Linked DNA regions of Mus musculus: all the other regions are linked to region 4. Evidence: chromatin contacts called from public Hi-C and promoter capture Hi-C data. All regions are on one chromosome and are shown on one strand. Each heading gives the region's core, a stretch centred on a gene start, on an enhancer-like site or on the middle of the called end of the contact. The rest is flanking DNA. Distances are from core to core; before and after follow the strand shown. Region 1 has its middle 120 kb from the start of Arrdc4. Region 2 has its middle 160 kb from the start of Gm44689. Region 3 has its middle 170 kb from the start of Gm34838. Region 4 holds the start of B130024G19Rik (RIKEN cDNA B130024G19 gene).

Evidence for each region. Promoter capture Hi-C pulls out the DNA fragments that hold promoters and counts their contacts. Hi-C and Micro-C count contacts between places; a contact is called where the count stands out from the background.
Region 1: a contact with region 4 is called in a Hi-C map of uterus, with 3 times the contacts expected there. The contact joins the enhancer-like site here to the promoter of B130024G19Rik in region 4. A contact is called at or near these places in 2 of 39 promoter capture datasets (hippocampal neurons and pre-B cells), 3 of 484 Hi-C or Micro-C datasets (all in uterus) and 1 of 9 other capture datasets (embryonic stem cells).
Region 2: a promoter capture Hi-C map of liver shows a contact between it and region 4, with 5 times the contacts expected there. The contact joins the enhancer-like site here to the promoter of B130024G19Rik in region 4. A contact is called at or near these places in 6 of 39 promoter capture datasets (frontonasal cranial neural crest, hippocampal neurons, liver and 2 more), 1 of 484 Hi-C or Micro-C datasets (liver), 4 of 115 datasets of contacts at active chromatin or transcription factors (differentiating embryonic stem cells, embryonic limb bud, neural tube and 1 more) and 2 of 9 other capture datasets (adipose tissue and liver).
Region 3: a contact with region 4 is called in a Hi-C map of adipose-derived mesenchymal stem cells, with 4 times the contacts expected there. The contact joins the enhancer-like site here to the promoter of B130024G19Rik in region 4. A contact is called at or near these places in 2 of 39 promoter capture datasets (the 3T3-L1 cell line and hippocampal neurons), 3 of 484 Hi-C or Micro-C datasets (adipose-derived mesenchymal stem cells, cerebral cortex and cortical neurons) and 2 of 115 datasets of contacts at active chromatin or transcription factors (the NIH/3T3 cell line and forebrain).

The regions. Positions count from the first base shown.
Region 1 is chr7:68,629,923-68,636,423 of GRCm38.p6, forward strand. No RefSeq gene overlaps it. Among named protein-coding and RNA genes, the nearest start is that of Arrdc4, 120 kb to the right of the region's middle. Within about 2 kb of position 2,844, at least 2 of the 459 cell types and tissues checked have an H3K27ac peak or open chromatin away from gene starts, as enhancers often do. A contact at or near this core is called in uterus, where this site is marked.
Region 2 is chr7:71,540,271-71,546,431 of GRCm38.p6, forward strand. No RefSeq gene overlaps it. Among named protein-coding and RNA genes, the nearest start is that of Gm44689, 160 kb to the right of the region's middle. Within about 2 kb of position 4,256, at least 5 of the 459 cell types and tissues checked have an H3K27ac peak or open chromatin away from gene starts, as enhancers often do. A contact at or near this core is called in liver, where this site is marked.
Region 3 is chr7:69,230,483-69,237,019 of GRCm38.p6, forward strand. No RefSeq gene overlaps it. Among named protein-coding and RNA genes, the nearest start is that of Gm34838, 170 kb to the right of the region's middle. Within about 2 kb of position 2,994, at least 18 of the 459 cell types and tissues checked have an H3K27ac peak or open chromatin away from gene starts, as enhancers often do. A contact at or near this core is called in adipose-derived mesenchymal stem cells, where this site is marked.
Region 4 is chr7:70,363,645-70,370,111 of GRCm38.p6, forward strand. B130024G19Rik (RIKEN cDNA B130024G19 gene) reads left to right here and starts at 1,739. Exons shown (of 11, transcript NR_045850.1): 1 at 1,739-1,847. It also overlaps a transcript of Nr2f2 not described here.

The sequences.
Region 1 (6,501 bases), core at 1,594-4,093, 1.7 Mb before region 4:
TTAAAAAATAGGGCTCAGGGCTGAACAAAGAATTCTCACCTGAGGAATACCGAATGGTAGAGAAGCCCCTGAAAAAAAATGTTCAACATCCTTAATCATCAGGGAAATGCAAATCAAAACAACCCTGAGATTCCACCTCACACCAGTCAGAATGGCTAAGATCAAAAATTCAGGTGACAGCAGATGCTGGCGAGGATGTGGAGAAAGAGGAACACTCCTCCATTGTTGGTGGGATTGCAAGCTTGTACAACCACTCTGAAAATCAGTCTGGCGGTTCCTCAGAAAATTGGACATAGTACTACTGGAGGATCCTGCAATACCTCTCCTGGGCATATATCCAGAAGATGCCCCAACTGGTAAGAAGGACACATGCTCCACTATGTTCATAGCAGCCTTATTTATAATAGCCAGAAGCTGGAAAGAACCCAGATGCCCCTCAACAGAGGAATGGATACAGAAAATATGGTACATTTACACAATGGAGTACTACTCAGCTATTAAAAAGAATGAATTTATGAAATTCCTAGGCAAATGGATGTACCTAGAGGGCATCATCCTGAGTGAGGTAACCCAATCACAAAAGAACTTGCACAATATGTACTCACTGATAAGTTGATATTAGCCCAGAAATTTAGAATACCCAAACTATAAGGTACAGTTTGCTAAATGCATGAAACTCAAGAAGAGTGAAGACGAAAGTGTGGACACTTTGTCCCTTCTTAGAATTGGGAACAAAACACCCATGGAAGGAGTTACAGAGACAAAGTTTGGAGCTGAGACGAAAGTATGGACCATCTAGAGACTGCCATATCCAGGGATCCATCCCATAATCAGCTTCCAAACGCTGACACCATTGCATACACCAGCAAGATTTTGCTGAAAGGTCCCAGATAGAGCTGTCTCTTGTGAGACTATGCCGGGGCCTAGCAAACACAGAAGTGGATGCTCACAGTCAGCTATTGGATGGATCACAGGGCCCCCAACGGAGGAGCCTGAGAAATTACCCAAGGAGCTAAAGGGATCTGCAACCCTATAGGTGGAACAACATTATGAACTAACCAGTACCCCGGAGCTCTTGACTCTAACTGCATATGTATCAAAAGATGGCCTAGTCAGCCATCACTGGAAAGAGAGGCTCATTGGACTTGCAAACTTTATATGCCCCAGTACAGGGGAATGTCAGGGCCAAAACGTGGGAGTGGGTGGGTAGGGGAATGGGGGGGGTATGGGGGACTTTTGGGATAGCATTGGAAATGTAAATGAGGAAAATACCTAATAAAATATTTTTTTTAAAAAAGAACACTTACAGCTCTTGCAGAGGACTAGGGTTTCATTCCTAGAAACCACATGGCAACTCACAATCATGTATAACTCCAGTTGCAGGGGTCCAATTCCTCTTCTGATCTCTGTGGGCTCCTGCACATAAATATGCAGAGACATACATGCATAAAAAGATATATAAACTTCCATAGAATTTCTGGGATAGAATCACTGCATAAATACTTACACCCCCTCCTCTGAAATTAGCACAGCTCTTGGACAGTTCATGATCCTGCTATCTTGGAACTCCCCAGTGGGACTGAGTTCCAGTTGCTGAGAACAGTAATTAACCCTACACGCACGACAGTCGTCAGTGTGCTCTCTCCTCTTCCCTGTCTCATCTTTGTGCTCCATGAGAGTGTTTAGGGTGTGAGATTTTGGCCTATTATGGCATGAACTGTGCTTGTTTCTCTTATTATATGTTGAAGCATAAGTCTCAGTGTTCAAGAATGCTACCCCATTTGGAGACAAGGTTATTGAAGAGGCAATGAAGTTCAGATGAGATCCCGGGGAAGTGTGTGATTTTGCCCCAGGTCTGGAGCTCTTATGACAACCTCAGTGTAGACATAAATACGGGGGAAGAGGACAAGAGAAGACATGGGGAAGCCAGAGAGCTAAATGTTTGTGTGAAGGGCATTAGAAGAAACCAGCCTTGCTGATACCTTGCCCAACAACTAAAGCTTGGACTTCGGCTTTCCAGTTCTATGAGACAGTAATTTTTTTTGTGAATAAATCATACAATCTGTGGTGCTTTGTTATGGCAACTATAGCAAATGAATTCTGATTTACCACCGAATAAAAATAGCTTTGCTTGACTCCTGGCCTGCTAAAATAGGAACGAGGCCAAGAAGATGGCTTTTCCATTTGTCCTCTCAACTTGTTGGAAGGGAAGGCTTTGCTGTCTTTTTAAACCGTTTAGAAAGAGGAATTCCATAAAAATAACTTGAAGATGGTTTTGTATCAATATCCTTACTCCTTCTGGCCCCAAACCTTGCTCCCCCTAGAAGGCCTGCAGAGGACCCTTGAGCTCTCAGATTTAGCAATACTTTCTGGCTCATCTGGCCCTAGAAGAACATCGGCCTGAGTGTGGTACTTTGGCTGACTTATGTATAGCAAGCAGGCCTTGGTGCTGCCTCCCAGAGACTGTATACTGGCCATAGCAGTGTCTCATCTGGTCCCTGGGGCTATTTATGTAATGTTACATTAAGGATAGCAGATGAGTAGAACCCATTTAAAATTCTACCACTTATTCTTTCATTCCTGAGGGAGGTCAGAGTCCATTAAAAGAGAACAAAGTATGTGAACTTGGAGATCTGCAAAAAGATTAAGAGGGTAATGCTTGAGAAGAAGAACCCTGACCTCACCAATTGCAAGGGACTGTGGGTATGTTGGTATCCAGAGGCATGAACCACAGTAAGCAGGGGAGGAGGGGTTGTGGGATGCTGGGGGCCTTGAGAGTACCTAAGGTAAGTAGTGCGAATGAGCTCTTCAGGGAGCACACTCAGAATTGTGGCATGCTAATGTCTGTGGGCTGGGAAGATTTATCGTGGCTAAGTGGCTTGCAGTGCTTGGAGACAGATGCATCCCTCTTTCAGCAATGCGGCCAGATCATCTGTTTTGCTTTCTTCATAAATATGTCTCCCTGCATGTCGACCGGGAGAGATTTGGAAATAAAACAAAAAGGCATTTTCTATGGGGCATGGGAAACCTTAATTTATCACCAGCTTTTCCACCAAATGAAAACAATTTGCTTTTTTGTCTTCAAAGACTGCTGAACAAATGTTTCAAAAACTGCAGTAGATTATTGCAATTAGTGTGCCCACTTTTTAAGAACTTACCCATAGATGGACAGGTGTTCTGAAAATGTTTTCATACATTGGTCTCTGTAAAGGTGGAAGGAATGTGGAGCTGCCTTGGAAGGGTTTCCTGTGCTCTTGGTCTTTTTTACATAAAGGTGTAGACTTTCTTCAGCTGGTTTAGTTGCTACCCTTTGGAGCTGGGCTTGGGGTGAGTGTCCGGGTGGCCTCTGAGAGGATGCTGAGAAATGCACACATTCCCAGTGCCCATCAGTGTGATGGTGACATTGTTGTACAGTTCATTAAGCAAAGCCCACCTTCTTTCGGTCAGGCTACTGAGGGGCTACTTTCTCATTCGCTGCTCTGTCTTCCCCAAGAAGAGACACTTAGCTGAGCACTGGATATTGAGCTCACAGGGAGATTACACGCCCCCCCCCATTCTCTAAAAATCTGAGTCAAGCTTGTGGCTTATATGTAATAAGTGTATAACAATTTGAGGCAAATTTTTGGCGCTAAATGTGGTTTCCGTTTTCTCTTTGACTTTTGTTTCAAACGTTAGTTTGCCTTATGATGTGTAATCATGCACTCCCCACCCCAACATGATGGAGAAGATGCTTTGACATGTCTGAATTTCTCTTCAAGATCAAGGTGCTCATGGCCCGGGGTCAAGGGGTACTTCCTGCTGATTATTCCAGAATGTCACTCTCCAAAAATTGTTCTGTCCTTGAGTCTTTAAGAGACAATCTCACCCACTCCAGGCCTTGTATTCTCCCTGGTGGCAGCCTGCACATAGAGAATGCTGGATTGGGAGGTGCTAGGGTCTGGCAACCATGTCTCCAGGACAGTGGCTCTCTTAATACATCTTGTGGTGGTCACCAAACCATAAATTATTTTGTTGCTACTTCATGACTGTAATTTTGCCACTGTTACAAATAGTAATTTAAATAGCTGATATATGGGATAGCTGATATGCAATCTCTAAAAAGATAGTGTCCTACAGGCTGAGAACCACTGCTATAGGACATGGAATATCATTCAGGACAACTGAACCTCTGAGCTCCCTATAGGGAATCCTGAGAACTCTCATAGCTCTCCTGTGACCTCTCAAAACCTTCACTCTCTAGCTCAAAGTTTGTGTGTGTGTGTGTGTGTGTGTGTGTGTGTGTGTGTGTGTCAGACTCAACCAGCAGTCATTGGTGCCAGCAGAAGGATGTCAAAACAGATTCTAAAACAGGAATTTAAATAGGAGGCCCACCAGTCAGCTGGGAGCACAACCCTTAGCTCAAGGTAGATGGAGTCCTTATTGCCCCAGGCACGGGCAAATGCTGTATTAAAATTGTCACAGGTGGGAGCTAGGCTAGTATTTCAGAGAAAAGAATGCTTGGTGGACACAGTGTTTAAGGCATTTACAGGTGTGGTGGAAGTTTAAATTTTTTTTAGCTGTTGATGGAGCTATCAATACATGGGAAAGGAGACAATGAAAGGCAGATGGTGATTAAGTACTTAGAGATAAGGGTGAGAATGACCGAGCTTCCGGGGCAGCTTTTAAGGGGAATTATCTGGTGCAGCTGAAAGGCAGAAAAATTTCTGGATTACATCAGGGACTTAATTGTGATAGCAGGAGACCATGGATGTGCCCCGGAAGGAACATTTTTCAGACTTGAGCCAGTTATCTGACTGGAACCCAAGAGATTCCAGGAGGAGATGGGTTTCCAGGAAGAAAGACGTTGTTATAGCATAACGGGTACATGGGGGTGGCTTATTTTCAGAGTGCTCCACAAAAGCGCTATGGCTGTGTACTCAAGAATGACAAACCCAAAAGAGGGGACCTTTACCTAAGTACCTAGGTTCTCTGCTGCGGTATGAAGCACCTGAGACTGGGTGAGGTATATTTAAAAAGCTTACTTACTCTTCAATTTTGGAGGTGAAAGTCCAAGATTGAGTAGCCTGTTCTGTCTCTGATGAGGGCTTCCCAGCCATGCCACACAGTGTTGTGAATTCTGTCATGGTAAGGGTACGTATAGGAGGGGGAGGGAATCACATGGTGAGAGGGAGAAGTGACTACTCTTTTTATAACATGTTACCTGCCAGGGAACTAACTAATTCCTATGGGGACAATGGAGAGGGTCTGGGTAAGTTTTGGGCAGTGTTCCTAAATCAGTCTCCAAATGGCAGGGTTTCTCTTTAAGGTAAAGTGGATCCGTCTGACATTTAAGAAGAGAAAGGTTGCAGCTTGTTCATCTGTCAACAGGGCGATGGTGTTGCCCTCCTGACTCATGTCTTGAGTAGCAGGCATGACGTCAGTACAAAGCAAGAGCTCCTGTGGGAGGGAGATGGCAGGTAGTCAGGTATCATGAGCTGCTCTAGGATCTGATCAGAACTATTTGGCAGGAAAGGCTCTCTGTATCTGCAGTGTCCAAAGCCAACGATACATTTTCTCCATGTATCATTAGTGTGATGGTAACATCCTTTGATAGCAAAGATTGCAATGCTGGATTCTTGCATCTTAAGCAATCACAGTAAGTGCAAGAGTCTACAGCTGCATGGAGGACAGAGTCTTATCAGGTTCCTACCTATTTCCTTCATAGATGTGATGTCTATCCTTGGTTTTCAACTTGTCTGCTTCGAAGTTAACTAAAGCCCAAGCAACATGGAGAAAGAAATCTTTCTGTCTCTCTCCCATTTCCCTGCTTGCCCCTGGCTCTCACTGGCAGGAACAAATCCATTCTTTCACTGGAATTAGAAGCCACTTCTCAGGGACTCAGGCATACACTGAAGATCAGCTGAGACATGCAGCCTCGTGTGCTGAACAACTACTGGATTCTTGGACTTTCTGTTGGTAAACAGTTATTGTTGGATGAGCTGGACCGCAGCCTGTAAGCCACTTAATACACACAAACACACACACACACACACACACACACACAAATACATATACCCCCAAATGTATGTATATGAATACATATATGTATTTGTATGTATGTATGTATATGTGTATATATACACACATATATACACATACACACACATATATACATACATACAAATGTATATATATATGTATACACACACACACACACACACACACACACATGTGATCAGTTCTGTTCCTTTGGAGAACCTTGATGCTCTTCTTGACTCTCATGCATGTGGAATGGGGAAAGATTGTCACAAATGAGCCTACCTAGCCTCTTTCTCACCTACAATCTTCCCAGATTGCTGTAATAAATTTTCTTCTCACTCCATGTTTCCACTTTTTCTGGAGCTCCCTGGTTTTAGTTTGAAGCCATCCTCTCTTAGCTCACATCCAGCTCCCTCACTCGGTCCCTGCCATCTATCTGTTGCATTGTGTGCTGGCTGATGGCTGATGCAGCGGTCCCTTACC
Region 2 (6,161 bases), core at 3,006-5,505, 1.2 Mb after region 4:
GCCCCCTTTCTAACCTTTTCCCCCTAGTTTATTCTTATTATTTGCATTTTTAGTAACTCATCAGTTAGTAACACATTTTGAAAGTTAGATCTTGTGGCTTTAAAGAGTCATTTTCAGTTACCATAATTATAGGAAACATCCCCTGTGAGTAGACTCTGTTCCAAAGCAGGAAAGACAATACAGATACAAAGCTGGTCAAGACCCAGACTCTGGTCTCAAGAACTTCACATTTTAATTTTGGGATCTTGCTGGGTATAAACAGTTTAAGTGGGCTCATATGTGCCTTTAACTCACACACACACACACAAAAGGACAACAAACAATGATGTATATTGATAATAAGGTCATGCTCAGTGGGAATGTTAACACTAATTATCATTTAATAAGCATCATATCCAGATGAATTGCATCTACATGTGGCCCCAATCAACAAACATCAGCTTCTCTAGAGTCCCTTTCTCTGGGAGCAAAGTTAATTGTTGACTGTGATCTTGCCTGCACTCAGCACATTTTTTTTTGGCTTTGTGGTGACTTCCACAGAAAACCCCATGTCAGAAACACAGAGGTGTCTACCCTCTGTTAGATTGACTAGAGAGATTCATTTGATGAGCATGCCCCATTGAAGCACAAGTAAGCTAATTAAAAAATTGTGCAGAATTCTGGGCAAGTTGAAAAAGGCTACAATTGGTAAAGCAGCTGATGGACTTTTGTAGTCTGGGCAAAGCACGGACATATCTGAACACCTCCCGGGTTATTTGTAACAATGAAAACTTAAAAATTGGTATCTTGAAAAGCTAGAAAAGGAACAAAGAGGAAGGAACCTTGCAGCCATTCCACAAGGGGTAATGAATGTGTTTTCAATGTATGTACTAAAGGTGTCTTTGAATACAGTTTCTGGAAAGTTCTTGGCTGTTAAAGTATGGCAAGACATGAAAAAATTCTTACTTGAGGGATAAACAATTCCCAAAAACACTTTTCCTATAAAGCCAAATAGATTTAAGGCTTTGAAAATAGCCCTTTAGTCTCTTTTGACTTGCAATGATGGCTTGGGGGATAGAAAAGAAGAGGTTATTTGGTAGCAATCCAAAGGTTGATATATTTTCAGTTGACTCCATTTTTATTTTTTATTTCTGTTCACTTTGAACATGTTTTCTTTAAAAAAAAAAACTGTGCTGACCTCTTTGAGAGGGGCCAAGAGTTGGAAACTTTTAAAAATAGAAATAAAGGCTAATAATTCTAAAATTATGTTTGCAACATATGGTATAATGTCTTAAATAGCATGTATAAACAAAATATTTTAATGGTGTTTTTATGAATATGCAAACAGAGAGATGACACAACATAAATGCATAAAGGATGAGAGGGGTGATCTAGGGTGAGAAGAAAATACATTTGCAGCCGCAGAAAGCACCCAGTACAACACATACAAAACAAAGAACACAATCACCATGGAAACAGACCTCTGGGCATGTCTGTGAGGGATTTTCTAATTGGGAGAATTAAGGTAGAAGGGCTTACTCTAAACGTGGCTAGCCTCATCCAATAGACCCAGGTCCTAAACTAAAGAAAAAAGAAAATGGAGCAGAGCACCCTCTGCCTCCTGACTTTGGATACAGTATGACCATCTTCCTCATGCTCCTACCACCATGCCTTGTTGTGATAGTCTCCACTGTCAACTCTGTGAGATTACCAGGAAGATGGCTCTCCAGTGAGAATTGTCCTTATTAGGTTGATTGAAATGAAAGGATCTGCTCACTGAATGTGGCCTCATTCCCTGAGCTGATATCCTGGCTAGTACTTTTTAAAAATGAAACTAATAGGAGGGTTGCATCATCACCCGGTGCTACATGGTATTGGATAAAGTAGGCTTCTGTTGCCATGACAACTCCACCATGATGGACTGTATCCTAGAACTGAGGGTCAAAAATAAAGCCTTCACTTGCTCGTTACTTTTGTCAGTTTTTATGTCATACATAGCAGTGAGAAAAACAGCTAATGTAATCGCTCTGAGATTGTCACCTACTCTCCTAGTACTTTGAAATAGCTAGGTCCGATAAATCACCAGAGGCCAAATGTCCTTATCTGTTCACAACATTAACAGCCCCAGTACATGAGGATGTCACATGAGGATTCACTAATGAGAGTTTGCAAAGCAAACTGTTGCAACACTCCAGCTCGAGCCTCCATAATGGCCATTTCAACGTGTCTAATAGGGCTTTCAGTGGTTTCTGAAAGGAGAGAAATGGTAGAAATAAGCTTACGTGTCACATTGCCAGCTTGTTGGAAGGTTAGTTTTGCTAGAGTGGATTCTACAGAATGCAAGTTTAGGAACTGGGAGAGAAACGAGTTCCCAGACCTACTCATGGTTTCTACCGGCATGTTAAAGATTGATAAATGTCCCCAAATCAGGAAAGGCTGTTTGGTCAAATGATTTGAAAAACCAGGCTTGAGTATATTTGACACTAAAGGAGCTGAATAATAACTTTCGGTTTTGCTACGATCACATTTCTAAATATGTCCATAGAGCAAGAGTTAATACCATCTAGTTGTTAGACCATATTTTTCTTTTGCATAACAACTAGTATTGGCTTTATTTTGTTTGATGAATGCACACTGCACCCAATAGCAACAACTTACAGACCCTAGATTTTATTTTTCCCATTTAAATCCCTTTGTAATGTATAAAATATCATTCTTGCTTCTTAAGGCAATAGGTACAAACTTGCTTGATATTATCCATGCATTCCCCCGTTATTATTTTTTTCTTCAGTATAAAACCATCCACACTATTTGATAAAAATTCAAAGAAAGGCATTCTACATGCAAATTTGGGGTATAGACATTCTCTTAGCTTTACTTAATTTATCTTAATTTTAATTTTATATGCATACATATGTATCTATGTGAGTATGTATCTTATGTGTGATGGGGTCACAGAACCTAGAGGAGGGTATCAGGTGCCCCTGAAGCTGGAAAGCATTTAATTACGAGCTACTTGGCATGACGCTGGGAACGGGCTTGGGTGGTCTGCAAGAGCAGCCATCTCTCCTAGCTATTGAGTCATTTCAACAGTGCTTCCCACTCCAGGTTGATGATTTTAACTGAGAGAGGTTTTTCTTTTTTTCTTTCAACCACACAAATATGTCCTTTAGTATAATAGATTTAAGAAAAGAAGACATTTCTTACTTCTGTGGAACGTTGGTTGTTCTTTAAATTGTGAACTTAAAATTCTGTTCTATTTTACCGTGAATATGGATATATTATTTACATTTTGAATGGGCCAGATCTCATAAGAAACCCTGACATGTTTCCATGAGCATTCCTCACCCTGAGTACAAACCTTTCTAGGATACCAGGAGAAACTGATTGGAACAATGATGTTTCAGGAGCCAGAGTAATAATTACTTGGTGTTTGTTTCACCAAGAAAACTAGGAAAGGCTGACCCTTGCTTTAAAACCTGTTGTGGAGTAGTAAAGGACCCTGCTCCCAAAGACATGTAAATCTGGAGGCCAACAGGCTCGGTTTGTTTGTTTGTTTGTTTGTTTGTTTTTTCACCTTGGAGATTTATACATCAGATCACTATTTGCTTTGATAGATGTTTAAAAGAAATAAGTTACTCTGCTCATTCCAAGAAGTTTATGGACTTGTGTGGTACAGAAAGTTACTCATGCTGGAGATACACGTCCTACACATCCTAGTCTACAACATAGAAAAGAATAAAGCACAGTCTCTCTCTCTCTCTCTCTCTCTCTCTCTCTATATATATATATATATATATATATATATATATATATATATATGGCTACATTGTGTGACAAAATGGTAGCTGTCATAATGTGCCAGTTAACATGTCCAGTGCGAGCTGATCGTTGAGTGTCCCCTGGGAAAAGAAGACAGAAACATGACAAAGAACAAAGACCGTGGATCGATAATGCTTGGGGAAATAAGACAGGGAAGGTTATTTACTCACATTGATCTGTGGCTGCCGTGCCGTAAACTCAGCCTGTTTTTCTTTTGTTAACCTTTAAGCCTGAGTATACTCGAGGCAACCAGGGAGCCAACTAACAGGTGTAGATTAAGGATCGAAGGAGGTCACCGTACCTCTGTCACCACCAGGCACCCATGTAACAACATCCCTGAAGAAATTTAAACATCGATAGCCATAATAAGGGCAAATTTATCAAGCCCAGCCAGCTTGAGCTGGGAGCCCGCCTGCGTTCAGTCCATTTGCCCTTGCGAAAGCTCAATTGATTTGGACATTCTTTTACTAGAGTTGATTATCAATTGTGACATAGCAAATTTGTTACCTTCCAAGTGCTGAGCATATCCTGGCCATTGGAGCATCTGAAGTGAAAACACCTGGCCTTCAGTTACCCCCTCACCAGTGAAAGGATGAGGCAGCGTCCAGCTTTCCAGAGCACCAGAGAAGTCTGTCCTCAGGACAGAATGGGATTCTTCTGAAGAGGAAAAATCTGGGGGGTGGAGGAGAAGGTGATGTTTTCCTGCGACCCGAGAAGACACATTGATAAGAAATACACGTCTGATTGGAATCCCCACTTGTAAGTTACATCATATAATGTTCATACATGCTGCTCTCTTTACCAGGGACCAACAGTATCATTCCATCCCCATTGACCAGAGCCAGACCCAAAGATTTAAACACAGTGAGGAAATTCCATACAGTACCATGTATGGTTATTTCTTCTCCCTTGATGCTGTATAAAACTCCCCATTTCCTAATTTCTTTGTTATTCTCTATTGGATAACACACTATTTCCTCTTTGTGTTTTTTGAGGTTGGGTCTTGTATAGGTTAGGCTGGTCTTCAACTCACTATGCAACTGAAGAGAATCTTGAACATCTATTTCTCAAGCACTGGGTTTATAGGCATGCATCATCCTGCTAGGCTGACATAGCTTACTCTTTGCAGAAGAGTTGGTTTGCACATTGGGGTGTTCACTGAATTAACTACCACAATATTGACTGAACAAAAGTAGCTGGTATATGAATGCATAAGTATATGAAACATCACAAGAATCTAGAGATAGGTAATAATTCTAAACTGAGGGATTAATAAGGAGTGTCAGTTTCAGTCAGAGCCTGCACATTGCTGGTCCTTATTCTGTAAATAGATTATATTGGGGGTGTATTCCAATTCTGCTCTCTCTCTCCCCACCTTTCCATCTCCTCCTCTTTCCCTCTCCTCTTTCCTCCTCCCAGTTTAACTATGTCCCTATTTCCCTCTTCTCTTCATCATGCAGAGAACCCACCAATCCGTCACTGATGGTTCCAACAAGCTACAGACACTTACACTCTAGTCTGCCCCACGAGGGTTGTCTACCAGACAACATTCTGTTAAGAATTTTAGCATCTGTATTCTTGAGGGATAGTAATCTATTTTCTTTTGTACTTTGTGTATCAGAACACCACTTAGTTATTTTTATTTTATGTATGAGTATCTGCATGTACACCTGCATGCCAGAAGTGGGCCCAATATTTCACTATAGATGGTTGTGAGCCACCATGTGGTTGCTGGTAATTGAACTCAGGACCTCTGGGAGGGCAGCCAGTGCTCTTACCCACTGAGCCATCTCTCCAGCCCCAGTATTTTTATAAAAGACAGACTTCAGCAGCACACTAGCTGACTGTCCTTTCACTGAGCCTTCTCTCTGTAGTGCTATTGGAGGACTCGGAGTTTCTCATGCAGAACAAATACCCTTTTGGAAGCTGGAAGCTGGACATGGTGGTGGACACTTGTAATCACAGTAATTGTTACCCAGGGGATCATGGAGCTTGAGAACAGCTTGGGTACATAGTACAGTCTTATGTCCAAAAAGTATATCTCACTGGCTATGCACAATTAATATAAACAAGGCAGTTATTACTGCCTTGCTGAACTGAGTCTGGAGACCAATGCTGGTCACCCAGCTCAGAACTGGATAGCTCAGACAGAAATTACGTCTTCTCGATGCAAAGCTTGTATTCTTTGGACATTGTTTCTCTGTTTCTATCTCTGTCTTTGTCTATTTCTCTCTCTGTCTGTCTGTCTGCCTTTCTCTCTCTCTTAAACCCATAGTCAAATAGTACTAAATAAAAATAAAGAATATGAAATTATATGAGGAAAATCATGGCTTATTTTGTCAGAGACTGGAACTGAGGAA
Region 3 (6,537 bases), core at 1,744-4,243, 1.1 Mb before region 4:
GAGCCTTCCAATTCCGGATTGTAGTTCATTCCAAATATAGTCAAGTTGACAACCAGGAATAGCCACTACAATCCACCCCTTGTCAACAAATGAATGAATGAATAAAGGACTAAATAAATGCATTGAGAGAGAGGAGGGGAAGAAAGATTGAGACTCACCAACAAAGCTAACAGCACAAAGATCATTAATCCCTTTAGTAACTCATATTTGTTTGTTTGTTTGTTCGTTTTTTCTTTAATGTAATTTTCCAGGGATCTGGGAATGGAAGCCTGCATTTAAAATGCCACCATCAGAAATAGGACTTCTAAGAACTTATTCTATAAAGCAGAGAATGGCAATATGGACCTTATACATGAAACTTTATCAGAAGATAACCAGATGTGCAACATTCATCATTTCTTTGGTGCTCCATTGGGAGACATAAATAGGAACAACAGAGATCGTATGGCCATCATATTTTGAAGTTGTCATTTACATTCCACCTTTAGAAAACAATTGCCAAACCCCACTCTAGAAAATGGAGGAGAGATTGGATAATGTCTAGAGGGTGACTTGGCAGCAAGAAAGACTAATTTTTATGATAGAAGATATTGCAAATTAAAATAAGGGGGATTTTTCCTGAGGAAGAAATAATGAATACTACTTCACAGTGAGAGGTCAGTCCTAACACATTTCATTTAATCTGGCCTTTCAAGAGGGTCTAGACTCTAGGTGACCATAGAAGAATGAACATAAAGTAAGGGAGGATATAGAAGTTCAGATGCAAGCACATGGGTATTATAGTCATAGTCACTACCATCTGATTGTTTGAACTGCTTTTATACATGAGAGAAACAAGATCACCAGTAGAATGCACTTGATGTTCCACCTTACAGAGCCAAATGAATGGAAAATAGTCATGATGAGAGCAGAAGATGGCAGGCAGTACCAGGTCTTACATTTTAAAATTATTCCCTGTGTAGAACAGCTAGGGTACAGGCTCTGATGTGATCATAGAGTTTTATCAGACTTGGTTTGGATTTTTCATAATAACTCTGACAGGAGAAAGAGGACCAACAACTAAAAATTTCATATGAAAGAGTCTAGGTTCTGTAGCCCTCAAATGTGGCTGAAAATCTTCCCAGGGAACTCACTGAAATACAGTTTCTTGTGGTTCATCTTCACAACTTGTGAGTTCTAAGAAATGTATTCCATGGGTTCTAACTTCTAATAATCTCCTCGGTAATCCTAAAACAGGTTCTCGCCCGTCCTAACGCTGGTTACCTGTAATTCATGCTGTGGTGATCTTCAACCGTAAAACTATTTTTGTTGCTTCTTCATAACTGTGTTTTTACTTTTGCTATGAATCTTAACCTAAATATTTGTTTTTTTTCTGATAGTCTTAAGCAAACCCTGTGAAAGGGTCATTCAAATCTCAAATATGTTAGAACCCATAGTTTAAGAACATCTGTCCTAAAACTATTAGTAAGAAAGGCTTATTTGCAAAAATATCACTGCCAATCAAGTCTGGTTATATAAGGAAATTAAGAAGTGCAGTGTGATGGACCTTGGAAGGGAGAAAGAATGATGTGATATAAGATCCATGAGGTATGAGAAGAAGAATGAGAAATAAGGCTTAGAGGTAATCTAGATGAACATATGGATGCGGTATAAAATGTTGGTATGATAGGTTCTACTGTATTTCCACACCAATGGGAGACTAAGTTAGATAGTGTAAAATGAGGTCTCTGGAAGTGAAATTCTAAAGGAAGAATGAATCTTGGTTTTATTAATATGCCCCAATATTATTGAGTATGGAGACACAGGAACTACCTATAATTTGATTGTACTAGAGATGTATAAATTGACAGTGATCAGTTAGGCATAAAGAGTCTACCCATACTACCACCAGGCTAATTACCAGATGCAAGAGAGGTGCAGAAGTGAATATAGCTGACACATAAAAGGACAATGAAAAAGGATTCTTACAAGGTGAGCTTCTTGAAGGTGGAGTAGAAATGTGTGTGTGTGTGTGTGTGTGTGTGTGTGTGTGTGTGTGTGTGTGTGTGTGTTTGTGAAAGGAATTTTGTTAAGGATGAATTAGAAGGGGCTCATAGAAAGGGTAGGGAGTGTAAAAATAGGTGGATGCTTTCATTGAGTTGGATAATGTAATGTGCTTAAATTTCTTAATAATACAAGGAAGAACAGAAGGCCTAGAGGACTCTTCTCTTTTCTGTGTCAATGGCAATTATTTTTGTGTTGAGAAAGGTCATGTAGGGTATGTGACTCTGTATGATACTTGGTATGCTTAATCCCTTCCTTCTCACTCAATAAACCACAGGCTCCTGCCATATCTCTGTCTTGTCTCCATTTATTGTGGAGCACACTGTTCCTAGTGTCAAGTATTGTTCTACAGGCAGGAAGTATAGGTGTACATCAGATGGCTATATTCTCTCTCCTTATAAAATTTATATACACTGATGTACTACATTATCAGTAATCCATAAATAATCCAAATAGTAACAATGTCCATGGTCAAAATCATATTGTGAAAATTGCAATAGAATGGATAATGATTTGGGAAGAGAACTCCTGTCTTGGAAACTGACATTTAATGGGAAAAACGGGATTCAGGAAGAAAGAACTGAGTGGATGGTATTGAGGTTACACCTGAAGAAGAAATACTCAGAACAAAGTGCATGCTGTAGTCAAATGGGTCTGGTTATAGACCAAGAAGGAGGTCAGAATGCTAGGATAATGTGCATGGTGATGTAAGCAATATGAAGGTAGAAATGGACAAGGCCAGCCAGGCATACTGCTCTCAGAAGACAGAAAATGAATGAAATGAACTTACTCTTTATTTCAACAGGCTTCCTAGGTAATATGTGAAACTATCTCCTTGGAATGAAACAAAATAGAGTTGAATTTTGTGAATACTGCAATTTAAGCAGATGTGTCCTAGTTTTTCTAGTGATGGGAGTGGATGTTCCCATGGAGAGGCCAGTCTCGCTAAAATCAGTTCAGGAGCATGTGGTACCCACAGCTGTGAGTCACATTGTCATGCTGCATCCAGTTCACGAGGCTGTGACTCATCAAAGTTTCACTTTCTGCTTTCTAAAAAATATTCCTTCTGTAATTAGATTTTTTTTTATCTGTCTAGTCTGAGTCTGATAAGAGCCTCTTTTAATGTGGCAGATTCTAAGAGCAGTGTTTGCTTTCACATAAACCAGAGTCTTCGCTAGTTAAGACTTTTTTTTGTTGACTTTCACATCTATTACATGGAGTTTCACCTACGTATAATATTCCTAACAGCCAAACTCATTTTTTTTTAAATACAGAGCATAACCTATTTGCTGCCTCTAGGTCAAATAATTTAACTTAACAAGTAATAGGCAGTGCACCTTTGACTGTTGGAGATACAAACTTTTAAATTAGTTTCCAGAGCCCTGCTCAGAGTAGTGAGTGCTGAAGGTGGCGCTTGAATACGTCCTAACTTTCCCCCCACGCCACAATTTCCATTTTCTAAAAATTTGGTTTCAGGTTTAAATGTCAAGAAAGGCAAAGAATATAGCTATGAGTAATGACTTCAGTGTTTTAAAGAATGGAACACAATGTCTGCCTGCTACTTACCCAGAATCAGAAAAAAGTGATAGTTGTTTGCCTCTTTCCCACAATAATTTAAGTTTAATAAATATAATTTTATTATGTATTTATCATTTGTGTTTTCTGGCATTATCTCATGTGGAATATTGAAACATAAAGGTCAGTGAGGCTCAGGAGTTAAGACAGATTAACACTCCTGTAGAAGACCTGAGTTTCGTTCCTAGTATCCATCTCAGGCAACTCATTACCATTTGTATCCCCATTGGGATCCAGTGCCTGTGTATTCAACAGTCTCCTGTGCTCACATTCATATATCCACACACAGACACACACACATATGTCATATGTATTGTTAAAAATAACAAAAAACATACTAACTATTATGTTTATAAATATAGGAGATAAAACCCTTAAGGAAGCTGTGTAAAGACTGATATCAATATGAAAATGTATTAAAAAAACTCTATAAGAAAAATATAATTGCTGTTAAAGTAACAGAGTTTATATCAGCAAAAGAAACTTTAAGATGAAATTTGGTATTTGTCTCTAAAAATAAATCATTTGCTCAGGAAAGTTCAGTTATGGCTTCTGATAAGACCATGAAATATTTCCTTTGGTTTCTTCTCAAGAAGATTCCTATATAACAGCAATCCACATTTAAGCCTTTCCAAAAAGGACACCTTGCAAGGACAAATATTGTGCCCTGGTTTGCTTTCAATCATTAGTGTTTTTAAGGTTAGTAGCCATCAAGGAGCCCGAAGACAAGGCTATTTTCCAAAGAGAAAAACAAAGTCCTTTGCTTACCTGCACCTATCAAATGAATGGGACCAGAAGCAAAGGACTCTGAGATCAGCTCCCCCATGACGCCTTTGTGAGCAACCCCTTTGAGACTCCAAAGGCTAGTGATGGCTTTGGCATCTCAGATTTCTCTTTAAGCTATTTTTATTTCACTCATTTCCATCCATCAGGAAAGTTTTCCATGATCTCTGAAGTTTGACTATCATTTCTAGACATTTATCACACTTTTAAAATTATGTAGTTTAGCTTCTATAGTGAATGCCTATCCATTTACATCCATAGTGACCCTACTTCTGTTGAATGAGCCCTGATAATTACAATTCATTAAAGTTGACTATATGTACAGAATCTTAAAGATTGAATGGTTTCTTTGGAATGAGTAGAGATAATGGTATTAGAGAAATTACTGGTACTAATGAATGTGACACTGATAGTCTGTGGTGTGAAGTGGCAAATTATTAGATTAGTATTTATAATCATCTGGAATTAAAGATTCAGAAGAGCAAATACTTTTGGCAAATGTCTGACACAGTGTTTGGGAAAAAAGAGGAATAATGACTATATAGTACCTTGAATATTTTAGGGGGAAACATACGACTTCATTAAAGAAAGTAAGTACAAAGTTCTAAATTCCTGACTGGAATTTTGGCCATGGTAGTATATGCTTGTAATTGCAAAGGTTGGGTGGGTGAGATTGGAGGAGAAAGAGTTCAAGTTCAACTCATTCGACATGGAAAGTTTGAGGCAAACCTGGGTTACACGGCCAGAAAACGCTAGAGAGGGAAGATTTCTGATGTGAATGATTCTTTGAGACCAGAGTTAGGAGTAGGAAATACTGCTGTAGAACTAAGCACTTAAAGATGGGCTATTTGAATGACAGAGACCATAAAGGGACTATGAAACACAAGCAACAAGAGAGTGCTGCAACGTGCAACCTAATGAAAACAGACATCAGAATGTTTTGACTCTCAGAAAACATTGGTTTTCACTAAATTGCCATGGCGTGTCTAGAACAGAAGTGAATGAAGGCCTTCAGTAGTATTCCATATTGGCATACCCAGTAAAGCCTTAGGCTTGTTAGCAGTACAACTGAAATCACCTTCTTTAAGGACTGTAGTTCCTCAATTACTTTAAGTAGATCAGCAATCCAACCCAAAGAGGAAGGAACCTTGAGCTATATCAGCAATTTTTGATAATATTGTGTCTTATGGTCTCATAAGAGACAAATACCTACTGAACAGATGGATTGTGCACAGAGGTGGGGGGAAGCATTTCCAGGGATTAGTTGATACTGGTTCTGATGCTATTAGTTGTAGAATGGCCCCTCCTTACCCCACCCCACCCCCACATTATTCTTTTAGACATTTAAGGGTTTATAGATGCAAAGCAGTTAATTAGTGGAAATAATTTTCAGGTTAATCTGAAATTATTAACTAGGTCTTTCAATTTGGCCTATGGCAATGAGGTTTAATTTTAAGCACTTTGATAATAACACTCTAGTGCTAAAGACATCACATACTTGAATTTCAGAACACGGAGAAATCACACTGCTACTGATGTGGAGGCCTTATTCTTCCTGGCTAGCTTTCACAATGCTGGAAGATTCTATTCAGGCTACATGGAGACAAAAGTAATCAAGTCTCATCTGGTTGCGAAACCTGTGAGGTACAATAAAGGCTGACATGATAAAAATATGTCCACAGGTGCAGCAGTGGCACAAGTGTTGTTGAGGTAACTAACCACTTCCTGACTGGACTTATACACTCCAACAGGAAAACTCATTCCTGGAACTAACTGGGATAAAAATCTGCATAGGGCCACCAAAGAGAATCTGATGCTATTCTGATAAATATAAAATGTAATAAACTCTCTTCTAACATCCTATCTTTACACTCATAAATAAGTACATCTCTAATCCTCCTCAGGGAAACTTCCTTTTTTTTTCTTTTTTTATTAGATATTTTCTTTATTTACATTTCAAATGTTATCCCCTTTCCTAGTTTCCCCTCCAAAAATCCCCTATCCCCTCCCCCTGCTCCCCAACCCACCCACTCCCATTTCTGGTCCTGGCATTTCCCTATACGGGGGCATAGAGCCTTCACAGGACCAAGGGCCTCTCCTCCCATTGATGACCTACTAGGCCATCCTCTGCTACAT
Region 4 (6,467 bases), core at 489-2,988:
TATTTGAATGTTTTAAGAAATAACAAGCTATAGCAGGTACTAGCCTATCATAAACCTGGTGTGTAATAAGGTGGTCATAGAGTAAAGCTAGGCTGAGCACTTCTGGCTGATTAGAGACACCATATAACTTTCTCCTACAGAGAATAAGAAAGATAGAAAATAAGTCATTTCAGAGAATTGTGGGTCTTTAAAAAAAACTTCTCTGATTTAAGGAATTATTTGATACTGCAAATGTCAGATTAGAGGCAAGCTCAGCATATAGTGAGACTGAGGCTGACACAGGAAATTTAATAGGTAGCCCCATCTCGACTTAATAGATGAGCATAATTGATTATGGAGAAATGTTAATCTTGCCTCTCCAGTGCAGCCATTTCCATGTCAAGATTACTTTTTACACATACACACACACACACACACACACACACACACACACACGAAGAGGTGATTTTTGAGGAGAAGCTTCGTGTGTGTGTTCCTCATTTTTCAAGCTAAAGAAATTATAGACTTCAAATATATATATATATGTATATATATATATATATATATATATATATGTATATATGAATTGTAGAATTACAGCCAGCTAGGCACATAACTACCACAGAGTTAGAGGTGCTTCACTTTGTATTTTAGGACTCATTTAGCTATAGAAATGCTGTTTAGAAAGGGAAGGGAAAAAAATCACCACATGAATTGTAATTAATTTTACTGAGAGAATGAAGAGACAGGACAGCCGAATTGGGGATGGGGAGGAGCAAAAATATTTTTAAATGCCCTTCTTAAAGATGCTCAGCTGTCTTAACTCTAAGATTTAAAAGTCCTAAAATTAAAAGATACAACTCTATATGTTATTATTTTTAAAAACTCAGCCAAGCCCTTTACTGCAAATGTAAATCTATTTTAATGAGAATGGTGGCAAGCTTTATTTGACTGGTCAAAGTTAGGGGAAAACATTTGTCTTAATATGAAAAAAATATATATCCTCAGCTCCCAGGAATATGGTTTCCTTGCAGAAAGTGGTTGGCTAGTCTGTAATTCTTTACAGATTAAATCACAATATGAATACAGACCCCAGCAATTCCGAGTTTAACTCTGAGCTCAGTAGAATCCAGGATCCATTGAATTTCTCCTTTCCCTCAATCTAGTCGTGTGTGTTTTTCTCTTCCACCACACTGGAGCTCCGTGAATAGAGAAGGGGCTTCCATTGTGTCCCTCTGAACTTCCAAGTCAATGCAATTTTTAACCACTGGCTTGTGGTACTTTGAAAATCACCAGGGGCTGTCAGAGTTGGGTCCTCTGAAAAATTTACAGTGCTAAATCAGAGCATATGCTGGGAGGGAAAAAATTGCTTAAGATTGAAGTAAGTGCAGTATCTGTCTGCCCCCTAGTGTAAGAGTCCTTGCTGCCTAAAATCCAACTTTAAAAGAAAAGGAGCCCTTAAAGGGAAACGACTTGGGGCTCACGTAGGCATAGGAGAATGAAACTTCTGTACATTTTAATCTGAATAATTCTTCAGGATTGAAAATTATTTGGTTGTGGCTTGGTTGGACTGTGCTGGGATCTCGCTGCCTCTACGTTTCCGGAGTCTCTAGTGAAGAGATGATTTTTTTTTTTTTTGAAACTGGGTTTATGTGCGTCCCCCTCACCCCTCCTCTCTTTTTTCTTTCTGCCTCTGTCGTCTCTCTCGCTGGCTTTTTTTTTTTTTTTTTAATGAGGAACCGTTCCATGAACATTTTGCACAGAGCACAGAATTGCTTCTAAAGTCAGCCCGGCGCAGTTGCAATAGACAGCAAAAAGGTAAACGTTTGCCTGAAATCCGCACGCCAGCTTCACCACCCCGCCCGATGGTGAGTACCCTTCTCCTTGAGATTCTCCTAGCTTAACAGAGCGCTCTCCTTCCGGAACCGCGGCCGAGGGCGCCAGGCAAGGCTTTGGTCCCTGCCTGCCTGCCTGCTTGCCTGCCTGCATGTCAGCTGCACAAGGTTGCAAAATGAAGCGCAGAGGCAAATCGAACAGGAAATTCTGATACCCAAAGCCAGCCTAGCAGCCCCTTCGCTAGCAAACCTAGACAATCTGCTGCTTGGAAAACCAGGCATATAGGATTGGTTTTCAGTCAGTTCTATGGAAGGAAATGAGTTTGAGAAGACAGGACGAGGAGATGGGAGGCAACCGCAGTCTTTATGCTTCGGTTTAATCATATTTTGGCAGCTTTGCAATTGTATCCCCCCCTTCCACCTCTGCTACCACATACATGTAATAAAATATGGCAACGCACTGAATTGACTGCCCCCACCCTCCCCCAGACCCCTTCAACCACAGTCCGAGGCATTGCATACACGTTAGCAAAGCGATTTTCTGAAAAGCCCCAAGTCATCCCCAACCCCACACAGCACAAGGAGAAAAGTGAGAAAGAAGAGAAAGAGAAAAAAATACAGTAAGCAAACATACCAAAACCATATTTGCCTTGTTCAAGGTCCCAAACCGCTTGCATCTTCCTTCTAAACTGGAATAACTCTCCTTTAGTTTGGCGGGTGAAATAAATGCTTTGTTGGCCCCCTGAAAAGATGTGTCTTTGATAATTAAAGAGACTCTCCTCCTCGGTGTTTATCTAAGCGATTGTGCAAACTGATAAAAAAGTAGGCATTAGTCTGCAGGGAAAAAGAAAGGTGAAAGAAGAGATCTTCCACCTCAAGGAACTGCTTCCCTGTGTACCAGGCGCTCTCAGCCGTTGGAAAAGCCTGCACACTAACTTTAGAGAGAGAGAGACAGCTTCAGGGAGCTTTGTACATAGCTGCTGAGGAATGCAAGCCTCGCCTTTAAGAAAAAAAAACCCCAAACCGTAGGTAGGAGCTGTCTGGAGTGATCCTTGTCTCTCATCTGATGCCTTAGAAGGAAGAGTGCGTTGTTACACCTTGTTTGGGGCTGGAAAGAGGAGACTTTAAAAACACCCTTCCAATTGAAAAAAAAAAAAAAATCTCCCAACTTAATGAGTTTAGTCGGAGGCTGGAGCAACCCGGCTCAGTCTTAGCAGAAAACCGAAAACAACTATAGGCAATATTGCAAAGCAGGACAACCCCGAGGCACAGCCAAATTCCACCATTTGGGGTTGAGAGGGATGGAAGCTAATCCTAAAGCAAGTTGGGGGGGAAAAACCAGAGGGGGGGGGGAGCTGCAGCCTAAGACTGGCAGACACGGTCCTCTCACCCTGGATCAAAGATAGAACTTGAAACAGGAGGCCAACATTTTTTCCTAGGAATCAATTGGAATCCTCATTTTCTACTTTTAACTCAAGTCCCCCCTCCCCAATGATTTTTCTTCCTCTCCCCTGTGGATTAGTGCCTCCCTCCCCTTTCTACTGTCCATTCTAGAACTTTCCTGAAGAGGAAATCTATTTCTTTTGGGAGGAGGGGTTCCCCTATTTCATGCCTTTAAATAATGAATACTTAATTCACCCCTCCCCTTATCAATTCCCCCAAACGAGTAAAAGAAGCAGAGATACAATAACTGGCAAAACTTGAGAGCAGACTGAGCTGTCTCTTGCAGTTTAGTACAGTTTGAACTAATGGATTTTTGTTGTTGTTGTTGTTTTGTTTTGTTTTAAGAGGAGAAGAATGGGGAAACATGAATCTTTTATTTTAGGAAACTGTTATGGTAAGATGTATGTCAGACTTGACAAATGGAACGAACGCTCTTCACTGCTTCTTGTCCCTGTCTTAAACAGGAATTAAGTTAAACACAGTGCTGAATGTTAATTACATGTTTACTGGCTAATGAAAATTACAAATGGTTTTGCCACCTCAAACAATGATGAAACTCTGAAGACACTGTAATTATATACTTTGAGGGAAATAACTCAGAATATTGATCATAAGAAGTGTAAATCTTTTTTAAACTATTCATTAATACCATAAATATGGGCTACAGAAGTTTTTCCTTGCGGTTTGTCTCATCAGTTACAAAGAGTGGATAGCTGGTGGGACTCCTCCGAAGAGGAGGTGCACTCTGTCTCTTAGAAGGAGGCCACGTGTGTAATTCAGTAATGCCCCCTCCCTTCTGCCCCGCCCCCTTCATCCTAGTTGAAGGTCGAGGGATCTCCAACAGGGAGGCCGGGCTCTGGGCAGGTGAAGGTGATCTAAATCCGGGCCTCTCTCCTCCCCTTCTCTGGCCCTCTCCTCTCCTCTCCCGCCTCCTTTTCTTTTCATGCCAGGTCTGATCGATGACCACCTTCCCCAGCCTGGGCGCCTGGGATAACCTAATGAAAGACCAATTAGACCTGGCAACTCATCGCCACCCAGCTCCCTCCTTCAGAGGTGACTAGGGCATTCATTGCCAGAGAAGGTGGGGGGTAGCGATAGGGATGGAGGTGGCTGTTGTACCAGAAAGGTGGCTCAGACGCTGAACTAGAACTGGGCTTTGGAGTAATTATTTTGTGGTCATTTTCTTCCAACTTTGGTCAAATTTAGAACACTGGTAGCCATTCCAATCTTGAGGGTCAAAGGTGAGAGATGCACTAACCCTAAAAGGCAGGCCCGCCTGACCGAAAGGCCAAATCGGGCAGGGGCATGGGGTTAGGGTGAGGGGTGGCAAAATTCCATGGCTCCTCCAGGGTGGGGCCGGGGTGGGGGCTGAGAGCTGGTATGCAGGAGTCCATCACCAAGTGCAGGTTTAAAGTGAAATATTGAAGATTTAAAAACAAGTGTTCAAGGGTTGTGAGACTGGAGTCCTCCTTCTCCCTGTGAATTCCCAAGGCTCTGGTCTTTGTCTTAGAAGGAATGGAGTTTCTGAATGGTGTGAAAAGGACAGAGAGGGTCGCTTCCAATCGATTTTACTTGTCCTTTCTGCCTTTTCGGATCAACGCCCTTCAATGGACACAGAGGTGCTCTTTCAACCAAAAACTTGTGCTACATTTTCTGCCTGTATTGGTGCTAAATACAATAAGCGTCGGGCAGATTTTCTTCTCTTTGCTCTCCAAAGCCAAAAAAAAAAAAAAATCATCCAACCAAACCCCCCACCCTAATTAAATTGTTTTATGTGGACAGTCAAGACAGAGCAATTAAGTATGCATTAGTATAAAGATAGACTCTGCAGATATGGCGTTTTAGAAAGCCATGGTTATGACAACAGCGAGGGTATTAAGATATGGGGAGGGGTGCAAAGACACAGCCCAGTTGCATCTTCTTCTCTGGGCCCCAGGGGAATGCAAAGGCCCAGGCCTCAGGTGAGGGGAAAACAGGTCAGCTAACAACAGGTGGGTGGGTGGTAGCAGTTGAAGACTTGTAGACCCGAACCCCCAAGCTTAAGAGCAGAGGAGCTCCCCCTAACCCCCATCCCCAGGAATGGCTGGATAGTCCTCAGTGACGAAAATCAACTCTGGTAATTTAGCAGTCCCAGGTGGCGAGAGTCCTAGGACAAGGTGAAGCCCTGCAGTGTCCTACTCTGCATCGAGCTCACTTCCCGGGGTCCCCCCTCCCGCCCCGGTCAAGGTGGGACTATGTAATCATGAAGTTGTGTGAGCACGCCCAGGGTAAGCGCTGCCACCGTAGCTACCTAGACCTCAGCCCTCTAGCTGCCGAGAGTAGGCCCCCTCTCAACAATTCACAACTAAGCGCCTTTTTGCTTCTAAGGAAAGGGGCGTCTGGTGGAGAAGAAAGTCAAGTTCCCACCCGACGACCTGCGCGGTCCGACTGGCAGCAGGAACAAGATGCTGGAGGAACAGAAAGAGCGGGAGGGGTCGCAGAAAGGGTGCGGGGGGGGGGGGCAGATCTCTAGCGCAGCAGCAGCTCTCCACCTCTTTTCGGCCTTAGGAGGCGTGGGCGGGCGAGGAGCTTCGTGCCCCGAAGGGGACGACCCTCAAAGCAGGGGCTGGGGCCTCCCTGCGTGGCTACGCAGGACTCTGATAGGTGGTCCTGGGCCACAGGGTAGCTAGCGCGTCTCACGAGCTCCGGAAAGGGCTCTGAGGTGTCCCGCGCGCCCTAGGGAAGGAATGGGGGAGGTGTGGAGGAGATAGTGGCAATGTGGGCAAGTGACTGAATGTCAAAAGTAAAAAGGTTGAAAAGGCAATTTTCCTGACGCGCTTTGCCCCCCTCATTTCTCCTCTCCCTGGAACTCCCGCCCGGGCTGTAAATCTGCGGCCGGTGGCCAGGACACTGGAAGTCCCCTCGGCGGACCCGAAGCGGCCCCGCCCGCAGAGAGCACACCTCCCGGTGGGCTCCGCATCGATCCGACGCCTAGCTGAGGATGTCACCGCACTAAATATTTACTGATCACACACAAATAGCCAGAGCTCGAACGATTTTCCTCTGTGAGGAGAGCGCAGAGAGCAGGGTAAATCATTTTATTAGTGTGGATAAAGCCCAGAGCACACTCCGGGCTGGAGTGTTTTAAGATGTGTCTTCAACGGGATGAAAAGAGTTAGGGAAATCGATACGGAGTGATTAGAAGCCCCCGGGGTGACGAAGGGGGACCTG